Linked DNA regions of Rattus norvegicus: region 2 is linked to region 1. Evidence: chromatin contacts called from public Hi-C data. All regions are on one chromosome and are shown on one strand. The core of a region is the stretch at or near the end of the contact, and the rest is flanking DNA. Distances in the headings are between cores, read along the strand shown.

Region 1 (7,125 bases), core at 1,232-3,731:
GGAACTGTAGCTTTGGATGACTGTGGGCCACCATGTGGTGTTGGAAATCAAATCCAGGTCCTCTTCAAAATACAAGATTAAGGAAGTAGGATGAGATGTTCAAGGATCTACTGAGAAAGGCAAAAGCTGAGTTGACCAATTGTTTCTGAAAGCATTGTTCTGGTTGAACAAAACAATGAGAGATTCTTTTATGAAAATGGAAACCACAAAGAAACTGAGAGTGTATTTTAAAAAAGGAAGAATGTGGGCAGAAAATGGAAAACAAAGGCAGGAAACCCCGATGTGGGACACCATGTCTGAACGTCAGCATCACATCCACTTAATCATTTGTGTGGTAACAAGAAATGTATTGAAACATCCCAAGCCTCTGCCAAGCCTTAATTGGGGAGGGAAGTCATCCTATTACCTCCCAGGTATGTACATCCTTCCTGCCTGGTGGTATCCTGTGCACTCTGAACAATGAGATAAGAGTGCTACATCCAACACCACCCACAGGAATTTCCTTACCTCTCTGCTCAGAGCTTTATGTGCAGGGAAGGCGCATGGAACTGGGAAAGATGGAGCCGATTGAGGGGTGGATGGAACTGGGGGTGAGGTTTTCACCCATTGAGAGAAGCCATTTGTCTGGCTTAGTTCACGGGTCTTCGTTGGATCCTGGTTGCCACTGTTGTGGACAGTTAACAGTAATTGGGAGAGGGTGGGAGGAATGCCCATGGGACCTGAGATGTCTTCTCTTCTCCCCTGAAGCTGAGTTCTCATGGCAGACCCAGAAGGTGGGTGGGAAAGCTGCCACAGTCTCTCCCATAGAGCCTGATACAACTTTTTCTTTGTGTGAGTGTGTTTGTGTGGGTGTGTGTCTTATGTGTGTCTGTGCATATTCACCTGTGTGCACGCATAGCAGGGAGTGGAGCTCAGATGCTGACACCTCCTCAGTCACTCTCTACCTTATTTGTTTAATGTGTATGAAAGCTTTTCCTTTGTGTGTGTGTGTGTGTGTGTGTGTGTGTGTGTGTGTGTGTGCGCGCGCGCACAATGCCTGGTGACTACAGAAGTCAGAAAGATCCACATTGCCAGGAACTGTAGCTTTGGATGACTGTGGGCCACCATGTGGTGTTAGAAATCAAATCCAGGTCCTCTTCAAAAGACCACTAATGCTCTTAACCAGTGAGTCTAACTAGCCCCTCCACCTTACTTTTTTGAGGCAGGGGCTTTCACTGAACCTGAAGCTTGTTGATTCAGCTAGACAGGCTGGGCAGTGAGTTCCAGGGATCCACCTGCCTCTGCTTCTTTTCCCCAGTGGTGGGGTTACAGCCTCGGTGCCCAGTTTTTATGTAAGTGCTGGGGATTCAGGTTCTCATGCTCAAGAAGCAAACACTTTACCAGCTGAGCCATCTCCCCACCCAGGCATACAAGCCACTTCTAGGGCCTGACTAAGGATTTTAGATTCCTAAAGTATCTGGGGAGCTGAATAATATAACACACACACACACACACACACACACACACACACACAGAGAGAGAGAGAGAGAGAGAGAGAGAGAGAGAGAGAAGCTGTGAACCAGAATGCCCATTCTCTGATGTAATGTCCAACTTCAGTCTCAGGAGACAGCAGCCTTTGCCTGCATTGCTAACCTTTTACCAGCTTCCACCCATCCCAAGGAGAAATACATCCCAAGAACACAGTAACTCGAGCCCCAATTAGCATAATATAGAGACAACTTAGTCATGTTTTCCATGGGCTTTTCCAACCCCAAAACTCAAAGCGTGAAACAGGCAGAAAGAGATAAGAATACACAGGTGGAACTATGAATAGATGCGTACTGCCTCCGTGTGCAACACCAATTTCTGTGGCCCAAATGAGTGGCTGTTGCTAGGAGACCCAGTCAGGTGGAGCAATGTCCTCACATTTCCCCCGTTCAAACTTGAGAGCGTGAGAGTCCACAGGGAAAGAAGGCCCCGCCCCATGGCTCGGTACGGAAGGGGTTAAGTCCTCGTCGGTCATCCTATTCTGAAGTGATTTACGGTGATGTGTAGAGTTTCAAAACTTTTCCCAGCCTAAGTACAACCCTCTCCTTCCTCGCCAGGTTCACGGACTCTCCGTGCACTGAAGAGGGGGGGAAGGAGGCGTGTTTTGCTGATCTGTTAAATTCTTAGTGAATTTTTCTCCATTTCCAGTGGCTGCTGTTGTTTGAGTTTGGTTTGGAGCAAACCTGAAGTAGCCCTGACATGTCTGGGATGGAATCCAGATGAGGAAGAAATAGAAGGAGAAGGGGGGGGGGGGAAGGAGAAAAGAAGGTGGGGAGAAATAAAAGGAGGAGAGACGGAAGGAAAGGGGGAAATTGTCCCCTTTTCACGTTCACACTCCTCTGTTTTCCCTCAGCCTGGAAAACATATTAATCCCAGTGTTTTTAAGCTCGGAAACAAAGGGGCTCAGCCAGGCTGCGGGAGGGGAAGGGTGATAAGAAGTTCTGGGAACTCCAGAGAAGGGAAGAGCGAGCTTCAGAACTCACCAGGACTTCACTTTTAGGAAAAACCTTGTGGCAGCCAAGGACCGGCACACACAGATCCAGGAGGAACTGCAGACAAATGGAGATACAAACAGTCCCAGGGACAGCAACAGTCACCCCATCCCACTGGACCAGAAGGTAAAAGACAGCCAGAAAGAGGAATCAGCCCAGACTGGCCTCCCTGGGGCCGCTTTGCAGACAGGAACCCAGCATACCCTTTTGTATTGCTCACCCTCCACAAGGAGACTGAGGGCAGGAAGGAGAAACGATCTCACCTAGGAAACTGTCCTCGGGACCAACCTTCAAGTTTCTTTTAAAAGCCTCTGCACGCCATCTCCATGAACCACTGTGTAAGTGTGCAAACTTTGCTCTCTGGTGTTTGTCTCTTGTTGCTTGCACGAAGTGTGAATGTGCTCATAATGTGAATGCTCCGTTTACACGGTCTCTGGTGCATCCGGAGCACAGCCTAGGCAGAGCAGGCATGCCTCAAGCCGGCTGCCTGGGAAGCAAAGGGGGATTTCCTGCTTAACGACTGCCTCTGCTAAGCACTGACAATCACAGCAGCGTGAGAGAAGCTCTCATTCCCTTTTCTCTCCTCCGCGTTCCCTCCTTTTTCTTCTTTACCCCCTGTCCTTCTCCTTAGCCAGGAAAGAGAGAGAGAGAGAGAGAGAGAGAGAGAGAGAGAGAGAGAATGCCCAACTCTGTTTGCAATTAATGATTTTTTCTTTTCTTTTTCTCCCTTCTCATTTTATTTTATTTTTATTTTTGTATTATGCTCCCTCTACTTCCCCAAGTGGATAACACAATGACGTGGAAAATGGGACCCCACTTCACCATGCTCTTGGCCATGTGGCTGGTGTGTGGATCAGCATCTCAGTCTTCTGCCTTGGATAGCGATGGCCGCCCAGGAAGGAAAGTACCTTTGGCTTCTCCAATCAGCAGTAGGTCAGCTCGATATCTGAGGCACACTGGGAGGTCTGGTGGAGTTGAGAAATCCACTCAGGAAGAACCAAATCCTCAGTCTTTCCAAAGGAGGAAGAGTGTACCAGTGTTGAGATTAGCTCACCCGACTGTGAGACCGCCCCCCTCAGGTATCAATGGAGCCCCAGTCAGACCTGAGTTGAAACCCATAGCTAGGGGCTCCGCGAGTGAGATGGTCCGAGATGAGGGGTCCTCTGCTCGGACAAGAATGTTGCGATTCCCCTCTGGATCCAGTTCTCCCAATATCCTGGCCAGCTTTGCAGGAAAGAACAGGGTGTGGGTCATCTCAGCCCCTCATGCCTCAGAGGGTTACTACCGCCTCATGATGAGCCTCCTGAAGGATGATGTGTACTGTGAGCTGGCAGAAAGGCACATTCAACAGATTGTGCTGTTCCACCAGGCAGGGGAGGAAGGGGGGAAGGTACGGAGGATCACCAGTGAGGGGCAGATCCTGGAGCAGCCTCTGGACCCAAATCTCATCCCCAAGCTGATGAGCTTCCTGAAACTGGAGAAGGGCAAGTTTAGCATGGTGCTGTTGAAAAAGACCCTCCAGGTGGAGGAGCGCTACCCCTACCCAGTCAGACTGGAAGCCATGTATGAGGTTATTGATCAAGGCCCCATCCGCAGGATTGAGAAAATCAGGCAGAAGGGTTTTGTCCAAAAGTGTAAGGCCTCGGGCATAGAGGGCCATGTGGTCCAGGAAGGGAACAATGGCGGTGGTGGAGGAGGAAGCACAGGCCTGGGCAGTGACAAGAGGAAAGAGGACCCAAGGAGAACACAAATCCACCCCACTAGAGAGCCTCCAAGAAAGCAGACCACCACCAAGGCAGCCACTCCTCAACCTCCCCCGACTCCAAGGGCCACCACGCTTCCTCCTGCTCCAGTCACAACAGCCACTCGGGCCACATCCCGGGTGGTGACAGTAGCTGCAAGACCTACAACTACCACTGCCTATCCAGCTACTCAGAGGCCCTGGACATCTCGGCTACATCCCTTCTCAGTCTCCCATAGGCCTCCGGCAACAGCTGAGATGACCACCGTCAGGGGCCCCTCAGTCTCAGAGCAGCTCTACCCTCTACCTCGGAAGGAGCAACAGAGAGAAAAGCCACAGGCCACCAGGAGGCCTAACAAAGCCACCAACTATGGAAGCTTCACAGCCACCCCGCCTACCACCCTCTGGGAGGGCAGCACAAGAGCTGTGGGCACAAGCCGTTTCCGGGACAACCGGACAGACAAACGAGAACATGGCCATCAGGACCCAAATGTGGTGCCAGGTCCTCACAAGCCCATAAAGGGGAAGCTGCCCAAAAAGAAGGAGAAAATTCTCAGCAATGAGTATGAAGCTAAGTATGACCTCAGCCGGCCCACCACCTCTCAGGGGGAGGAGGAGCTGCAGGTGGATAACATTCCCTCCCAGAATGCCAAGGAGTCAAAAAAGCATGAAAAGCCCGAGAAACCCGAGAAGGAGAAGAAAAAAAAGGGGAAGAGTGCAAAACCAGACAAGTTACTCAGGAGCGAAAAGCAAATGAAGAAAGCTGAGAAAAAGAGCAAGCAGGAGAAAGAGAAGACTAAGAAGAAAAAGGCAGGTAAGACAGAGCAGGACGACTATCAGAAGCCCACAGCAAAACATCTCGCTCCGAGTCCCAGGAAGTCAGTGGCCGACCTGTTGGGGTCTTTCGAAGGCAAACGAAGACTCCTCGTAAGTAACTTGTTTGGCATTTTCCTCTGTGTGCTGAGGTGGGGGCATTGGCGTGTTCATTGTGTATGTGAAATCACTTCGTGGACGAAAGACTGGGGCTGAGTCTGCTTCATGTTCAGGAAGGTTGGGGGCAGGACATGGTGGCTCATGCTTTTGACACTAGGTCTTTCGAGGCAGAGGTAGATGTATTTCTGTGAGTTCAAGGTCAGTCTGGTGTACATAGTGAGTTGGTGGTGGTGAAACTCAGAGACGCTTTTAAAGCACACGGGCTGATATCTTTTCGGTAGGAAGGCTGCCTCCTCTGTTGCTGTCCCAATTATTAGAAAGAGCAGACAGAATCTCAGGGTGACATTGAATTGAGTTATTTGCTCTGGTTTCTAGTCCCCCAGAGGTTTGGGTGAATTTGGAGTCAGATGTCAGTTTCTTCTGACAGTATTGGAAATGAGCATGTGGGCCCAGGTTGGGGAAAGGAGATACTCAATCCTCAGTTCTGTTTTGCCTGGTGTAATGAGTACCACTAATGCTGGGTGTGTCCATTCATCTCAGGAACCTTCTCTTTGGGCATTACTTGCCACTGTCTGTGAAATTGTAATAGGATCTAGATAAACTGAAAGAAGGTCTTAGGCAGGAATAAGCCAATCCTAAATGGAAGGTCTTGCCTCATCAAAGAAAGAACCATGGCTTCTCCTATTTATGACTCCTGCATGTAACCAGAACTCCAAGATTTCTACCCTAACCTTGGCTTCTTAACATCATGGTATGAGCCCAGACTGCCAAGAAAAAGTTTAATATGGTACTCATAATACATAACAAAGATCAGCAAGTTCATGCTGGGTGAGGCTTTTCTTAGATATTGGTTGAAGGAGCCATGTCAGGCCAATGGGACCACACCCATTCTTCTGAACCCAGGAGCTGACTCTTGGCCTGCATTCATCTCGCAAGCCAGATAGGCACTGTTCTCTAGGGTGTTTCTCAAGAGTCTTTTGGTTTGTCCAATGTGGCCTAAACTTGGATTAATGATCGAGTAGAGAGACTCTGATGACTATGTATCTGCAGTGGCTTCGAAAGTTTTAAATGCATATTTGACATGTTAACCAGGGCAGATGCCTTTGTGGAATTTGTTCTGGGTTGAACATGTCTGAATTTTCTTTTAGTTTCCGTCAGTAGTGATGTTAGAGATTAGAACAAAGCTCTCTCTCTCTCTCTCTCTCTCTCTCTCTCTCTCTCTCTCTCTCTGTGTGTGTGTGTGTGTGTGTGAGAGAGAGAGAGAGAGAGAGAGAGAGAGAGAGAGAGGAGGGAGGGAGGTAGGGAGGGACGGGAAATGGAAGAGACTCCCTTTGGTACTTTCTGTAGGTTGATGGCATTTTAAGCCAGTGCTTGTACAAATTTAGGTTATCATCTGATAGGCTAGCTGTTAGTCATTTTACAGCCACTTGTCTATGCCCAGAATCCATAAACCAAAATGGAAATGTTCTGGTCCGTGCCATAAGAATCACTGATTTCAAAGTAGAACTCTAGCAGGTTCCTGAATGTTTGTCTGGGATCCACGGAGCCAAGCTGCTCTCTTGGGGGCGTGGGAAAGCATTAACACTTGGGCTGATTTGCTCTCTTGAGTACCTGGGACTTTGCCCAGCCCACTAAAACACCCTCACACCCAATTCTGTCCAATTAGCTAACAATGCAGGCAGAGTGTTCCTCTGCTGGATTTCAAACAGAAAGAAGTAACCGAGGGTAAAATGTCAGGATTGCAATTGTGGGACCGCCTGACAAATACTCTCATTGCCCCAATGAGAGTCAAAAGAAAGAGGTTTTCATACTCCACCGTTGATGTTAGCCGTGCCTTCTTCTTCTTTTGCCTGTTCGCTGCTCTCTCTGTTAGAGATCGGAATGCCCAGCTGGGGCTCCTCTGCTTTTAACAGTATCCCTGGTCATAAATTG
Region 2 (7,125 bases), core at 1,161-3,660, 230 kb before region 1:
TTCTTTGTGTGCCCCTAATAAAATAAATGAAAACAAAAAAGCTGGCTTAAAATATATCCTTTATTTCATGCCTAGAAATGTTCATCAACATAAGTATTCAATCAACAAATACTTATTAACAGTTGAAGTATATACTCTGAACTACTGTGAATACAAAGAGAAGTAAGGTGGAGAGAAGTGGCCGCCAATAATTAAATCTTTCCAAATTTTACAAAATATGCTTGGCTTAAAAACTTTACATTTCATATTAGAAATACACAGACAAAATACTTTAGGATCATTTCTATTTTGCTGTCTTTGAAGACCATCCAGATTTAGGCTGTATGCTTGCCATCAGCCAGTTCTCTGATGAACAATGTATACAGAGGAACGTGCTGAAAAAACATTTGTCCTATCATACAGACTCTTATAACTCCCAGATTGAAAGCCTGACATTCATCATCTGCAGACTAGTGTTTCCATAAACCAAGATGTTTTGCAAAGATAAACTATGGCTACTTGTGCTTCTGCATTTGTGACACACTTAGGAATCAGAAAAGGAAAGTTGAACAAACTAAAGTCAACTCTTGGATCAAAGGAGAGGGCTTTTTTATAAATGATTAGGCTCTTGGTTGGCTTAATGTCTGTTAGAAAGTGGTTTTGGAATTGTGTATTTGAAAATGAAAAGAATACACCTTCTCTCTCATTCTCTTCTATAAGAATGAAGTTCATTCTATTTAGAATTCACCGTTTAGCTGTCTTATCTGCTGAGGAAGAACAGGGGTGAAGAATGGAATCCTTAGTGATGAAGCCAGACATCCCACTACATGCGGTGGGGAGCAAAAAGCTAGCTTTGTGAAAGGGCTTAAACTTTCCCCGGGGGGGTGGGGGGTAGGCAGTGAGCATCACAGCTCGTGGAAGTGTTTCCTCAGACAGACACTATGGTAGGGCCAGGGGTGAGTTTTGAGAAAAGGTTCTTTTAGATACCAGTTGACTGCATCATTGAAAAGGAAGTAGAAGGAAGGAGAAAATAGCAGAAGCCCAGTCAAGCAGAGTTATCTGTGAAGAAAGGCACAGCATGGCCCTGGGTAAAAGAATGCACACATCTGGAATATATACAAGAATGTATGAGTGCATGAATGGAGAAAATATACAAGATTACGGAGGAAAAAGCAACTTAAACCCTTTTTACCCCATAACCAATGTAGAACTACACCCTCATTATAGAAGGCATCAGAAAATACTTAAAGCAATAAAATACTTAACTTGGCAACTAAGGAAAATTTTAGACAAAGGATGCTTTCCTTTAGCTACTGGCAAGACTACTAAAGTCAATTCAGCTGTCCATACTTTTTGCAGAAAATATACAGGCACTAATAATTACATGCTTAAAAAAAATCTTTTCTCTAGGAATTTAGCAATTATGATCTCTTGCACCTGCCAATACTTAGGTCTCATTTTATAAATTCAAGAGATACCCAGCATACCGGTTTTTTTGAGATCCTGACTTCTACATCAGGGGCCATGGAAAATAAGGCCTTTATCAAAGAGGATTTTCCAACATTGCTTCGGCCTATGAAACACACCTAGTATGAGAAGGAGGAAAGGAGAATGGAGTACTTAGTATTCTCAAAACTGAATAGTGGTTTATTTATTAAATGTATTTTCAGGGTTGGAGAGATGGCCCAGTGGTTAGGTGCACTTGCTACTATAGGATTGGAGTCCCAGTCTACATGGCTGCTCACAACTGCCTGAAACAGTTGTTCCAACGGGCTCTGATGTCCTTTTCTGTCTTCTGAGGGCAACAGGCAAGCCATGTGGTGCACAGACATACATGCACGCAAAACACACATAAACCAAAATAAAAATAAAAAAGCACGGGCTGGTCTTCCAGAACACCGGAGTTCGATTCCCAGTACCCACATTGGGGCTCACTGCGGTCCTCCACCGGCACCGCACACACGCGGTGCATCCACACTGAGTGCTTTCTTTTGCTTTTGAAAAGCTTTCTGGTGACGGGAAAAGAGCGCAAGCGAACTCAAGCTCTCGCACCTACAGTAGACAAGCCGGTCAATCTCACCTCCGGCTGCCGCAAACTCGGGGCGTGGTCTAGGCGGACGGCGGAGCTGAGGTACTCAATGCGGTTCCGGACCGTGGCGGCGAAGACGCTCTCCGCCCTCCCGATGTCCTCCAGGCTCGGGTCGAAGAGTCTCTGTTCGATGAGGCCAGGCCTAGAGTCCGTGACGAGGTGCTGCTCCAGTTCCCGCAGCGGGTACACTACTTTCCTTAGCTGTTTCTGTGGCATCCTTAGTACTTCAGCGAAGGCAGGGGACGTGCTGTAAACCCCGGGCCAAGGCCCAAATGCCGACGCTATCTCAAGGAGCCTTCCCGTTCTATGCCATAACCTAGTAGCCGCCATTTTTTTTTCTCCCAGAATCCTCGCGACTGGATTTTATTCGTAGGACCTGGACAGCACAAGAGAGAAATCTCACTGCCGCGGCGCCTGCTGGGAATTGTAGTTTTCTAGGGCCTTCTTGCCTGTTCAAGCTTCTCATCACCTCTGATAGAAAGGGGAAAACCCATTGACTTTTTTTTTTTAACACCTTGTCCTTACCAACTATGTATCAGATTGGTGTGTTCTGGTCTTCAGCGGTTTCCGGATTCGGAAAACCTACCTTGTCCTGTGATCTTTGAGTCTCAAGGGAAGGAGCCATAGTGACAAACTCTAGTGGATTCCAACCCCCGTTTTGTCTTCTGTTTCCGGTCGTTTTATTGCTGATTGACATTTATCATAAGTTCACATAACTGAGAAAAACATGTTTGCAAAAATTAAATGAGCAGGTGAGAAATGTGGTTGGAATAGCAACTTGTTTTCAGAGAAGGGACTGTATCTCTCTGGCAGGCACAGCATTGGAGCTGCAGTTGAGAACGGACAAAGATCCATAAACCAGAAACAGAATTGGGAACAGCAGGAGGCCCTTGAAGCCTCAAAATACACACCACCCACCCAACACAGCCACACCTTCTAAGCCTACAAGGCCCTACCTTCCAATCCTTTCCAAACAGTTCCCCAAACTGGGGAGCAAGTATTCAAACATACAAACACATGGGGGGCCATTGTCATTCAAGCCACCGCAAACATTTAATCATTCTGCGCTCTGTCACTCCATTATTTTTTTTAAAGCATCTGCATATACCAGGCACATAAACCTTAGAGTCAACATATACTGTATTTTCCGCAGGCTCTAGTGATCAAACTCTTCCCTAATCTCTAGTGTAGGCAGAAGATCTAAGATTAGACACTTATAGCAGACCTGCTAGGGAGAGGATAGAAAACTAGAAGAAGGAGGGGCTTAAGAGAGCTAACCCCATTAGAATTGCCACAGGAGTTATAAAGAGCACAGATAATTGTGAAAATTCAGGAACATCAAGCCAAAATCAGTATTGGAGAAGATCACATCTGTTGGGATCTTGTAGGGTTCCAGGAATAACTCTAAACCTGATTGGCATCATCTTGGTTCCTGGTGTTTTGTCCATAGGAAGGAGATATTAGGAGTCAGAGTCTAGTTTCTTACATCAGAGGTTTGTCTGGGCTAAGAATGAGAAGAGAATTTAGTCCTAGTGAGGAAACACAGTATAAATTAGAAAGACATATGTATGCGCAATATAACAATGTCCAAAATGGAGTTCTTAATGTCCCCCCACCCCCGCCGTTCTGTTGTTTTTGCATTCATTCGCATCACAGTAAATAACAACTGTACCCTTTCGATTGATCCAGTCAAACTTTACAGACTTTCTTGAGGGGAAAAAAAATCTTGATTTCTTTCCTTGTACCCTACAGTTACCCGCTAGCCGTCTCGCTTATTTAAATCGTCAACACACCCTACATTTGAGACTTTAGCATATCCACTATTAGTGAGGAGACTGAGTTAGCCAGAGCTGGGATGACTCCATGACAGGCTGTAAACTGGCAGTTGGGGAGACTAGGCCTGTTTCTGTTTCCCAGAAATGAGAACCCAGATTCAGGAACCCATGGTCAGCCAACCACAGTGCAGACAGGCAATCCAAGGATGTCTTACCACCCTGGAAAGTCCCTAGAGCCCTAACCAATCACAAAGGACTCATATTCCTGGAGAGAGAGCCAACTAATCGAGAAAAAAAAAAGAAAGATAAAAGACACTCCCACTCTAACAGGGCTTTAAATTGACCCTGCAGAGTACACACTGGGGTCTCCATTCCTAAATGGGGAGGCCCTTGTATGCCGAATTTTGCTGAATAAACACTCTTTGCGGTTGCATAATATTTGAGTCTGGGGTATCATCCTTTGGCGATTCTCGGACCGTAACATTAACATCGTGTTCCCAGTCCCACTTCTCTCACCTAGATAATTGCTATAGCTTCCGAAATCTTGTTGTGTAACATTGCCTGTTGCTCCTTTAGGTATCTCCCTGACGTAACAGCACACATGATCCCGTTACAGTAAGAGTGAAAACCTGCAGTACCTTCTAGTCTCAAAGAACAGTCAAAGTTCTCCCACGAATGTAAGGAGCACATGTGCCCCTGTGTTGCTGCATTTGCTTGTCTGGAATGCTTCCTTCCAGATGTTATAAACGTCTTGTTTTCTTTACTAGTTGAACCGTTTGTGGTCATCCTTCAGAAAAAAAGTGGCTTTGGTTTTGAGAACTGAAGAATTAGTTCACCAGAGAGTTAACACATGAAAAAAATTTAGTATGATGTAGACAGGTACTACATGTTTTGCATATAATCCTTAGAGACGTTTGTTCGTTTGGTTTGGTTTGCTTTTGAGGCAGAGTCTATTACATAGGTTAGACTGGCCTCAAATTCATGATCATTCTGTCTCAGCTTTTTGAGTGACGCACTACCACACCCAGATTTAGAGCTAAGATTTTTCACTAAAATTCAAGTGACTGAAATGCTGTGACAATACTCTGCTGAGCTTAGCTGAGGACAGGAAGAAGATTGGTAGATCAGTGAAGAGATTTTTGCCATTCTTACAGATCATCACAGTTTTTTTTTCCATTGTAGTCTGTCTCTGAAATGAATGGCTGTTTGGTTCTGAATGATCTTGAGCTCTGTAAATCCAGTAGGTATCAAGTTTAGGGATTCCATCTAATCCAAGAAGAAGAAGAAGGTAAGCATTGTAAGGCTGAGACAGGTAAAGAGAATCGTGGATGTCAGAGAGTCTTCGAGTACATAACCCACACAGATCAACTCTTATCCTTGTTTAGACACACCATACTTTGAATGCCTGGATAGAAGTAAGAATAGAGAACCTGGGAAAACTTGCTTTTGGATACTGGGGGAGGTAATGGACTAGTACTCAGTGATTGTTTTTACAAGCGGTCCTTCCTTACCTTCACTTTCCCCTTCTTTACAATAGTAATCACAATGTACTTGTTAAGCACTAAGCATGGTGCTGGTATGTGGAATGGTAGCATTTGGGAGGTGGAGTGAGGAGGACCAGAAGTTAAAGACCATTTTAAACTACCTACGAAATTTGAGGTCAGCCTGGACTATATAGAGCCTATCTCAAAATTTTATTGAATGTCTCAAAAACATTATTGAATGCTTTCTAGAAAAGGAGTTGATTCGAGTATCAAGGGGGTATTATATGATGAGTGACATGGAGAAACTCACACACATAAATTGCTTGACTTGTAATAACAACTGTCAGAATAAATTATTTAAGTTTAATGTTTTTATTTTCATTGGTACCTGTGCCATGTATGTATGGATTTCAGCAGAGATCAGAAAAGAGTGTTGGGTCCTGGAACTGGAGTTACAGGAAATTGCGAATGTCTCAACATGGGTGCTGGGAGGCAAATCCAGGTCCTTTGGATGACCAGCAAGTGCTCTTTAACCACGGGGCTATCTCTTCAGGGCAGTTAAATTTTTCTTTAATTATATTTTAAATTCTATGTGCCACTTTCCTATGAAGCCATTATATAAGCTATAACTCAGCACACTGACTCAGGTTTGTGATTCCAATATCTGCCACATGTTGCATCATGATTCTACCTAACTTTTTCCTATGGGTACAGGATATATGTGAGAACCACTACATATCATCTTGAAGAAATAACAAACATATTTTCCATAACCATCTTGGGTGGTTTTCCAAATCATTGAATTTCATTTATATCTATCTATACATATTAATTTCATATATCTCATTAATGTTCCTTTAGAGAATGTCTTCAAAGAATTGTATGTTGTTTTTGTTGTTCTTTTTTTCTCTCTATGAAGTCTTTTTGAGCTTCCTTTAAGATTGTATCTGCCGTGCTGACAAATTTCTCTAACGAGATCTGGAGATTAAATATCAAATACTAGGCATGTAGGAGGTGAGTTCTTAGAATGATTTGGGTTCTGGAAAAGAAATAAAAAAATGTTTCCATCAAGATTTTTTTTCAATCAATAGCAGACAAGTTGCTTTAGATAATAGTTTCCGATTGTTAATTGTTTATGCTCATTCTAATCATACTAATGTTACTATTTTGGAACTCTTAGCCATAGTCTTGGCTTTTGTATCAGTAAAAGATGTGTGTGTGTGTGTGTGTGTGTGTGTGTGTGTGTGTGTAGTAATAGTAGTAGTAGTAGTAATGATTGAAAAAAAATGAATTTTCCCCGTTCCAATTGATGAATTTATTAGCATTCTAAACATCCTAAACTGTATTACTTATTAGACAAAGTTTCTTTGGTGGACAATACTTGGCAGTAGACTTCCGTAGAAGTATGAATGAGAATGGCTCCCTAGGCTCAGATATTTGAGTACGTGGTCCCCAGCTGGTGGGACTCTTTGGAAAGGATTAGGAGGTATGGCATTGTCACAGGCGTGCCACAGTGGGTGGACTATGAGGTTTCAGAAGCCCATGCGATTCCCAGTTCGCTCTCTCTGCATCATGCTATTGCTCCAGTGCCACATCTGTCTGTCTGCTGCCATGCTGTCTGCCATGATGATGGTAGACTCCAGCGTCTGAAACGGTAAGTCTGCAATTCATCCTTTCTTCTGTAAGTTGCTTTGGCCATGGTGCCTCAGCATGGAGAGTGATCAATAGAATCTCTAAGCTGCACCCCATTACTTTACCGATATGAACAGCACAGTCTGCGATACCCTGAAGAAAGGGA

Evidence for each region. A called contact is a pair of places that touch in the nucleus more often than the background predicts.
Region 2: a Hi-C map of the A7r5 cell line shows a contact between it and region 1, with 5 times the contacts expected there. The contact joins the promoter of Gtpbp8 here to the promoter of Ccdc80 in region 1. A contact is called at or near these places in 4 of 12 Hi-C or Micro-C datasets (the A7r5 cell line, the Rat2 cell line, hepatocytes and 1 more).

Annotation. Positions count from the first base shown.
Region 1 is chr11:69,220,200-69,227,324 of GRCr8, reverse strand. It overlaps Ccdc80 (coiled-coil domain containing 80), which reads left to right and starts at 2,481. Exons shown (of 8, transcript NM_022543.2): 1 at 2,481-2,857; 2 at 3,302-5,187. The coding sequence starts at 3,313.
Region 2 is chr11:69,447,086-69,454,210 of GRCr8, reverse strand. It overlaps Gtpbp8 (GTP-binding protein 8 (putative)), which reads right to left and starts at 2,410. Exons shown (of 6, transcript NM_001025015.1): 1 at 2,060-2,410; 2 at 1,467-1,565; 3 at 1-14. The coding sequence starts at 2,398.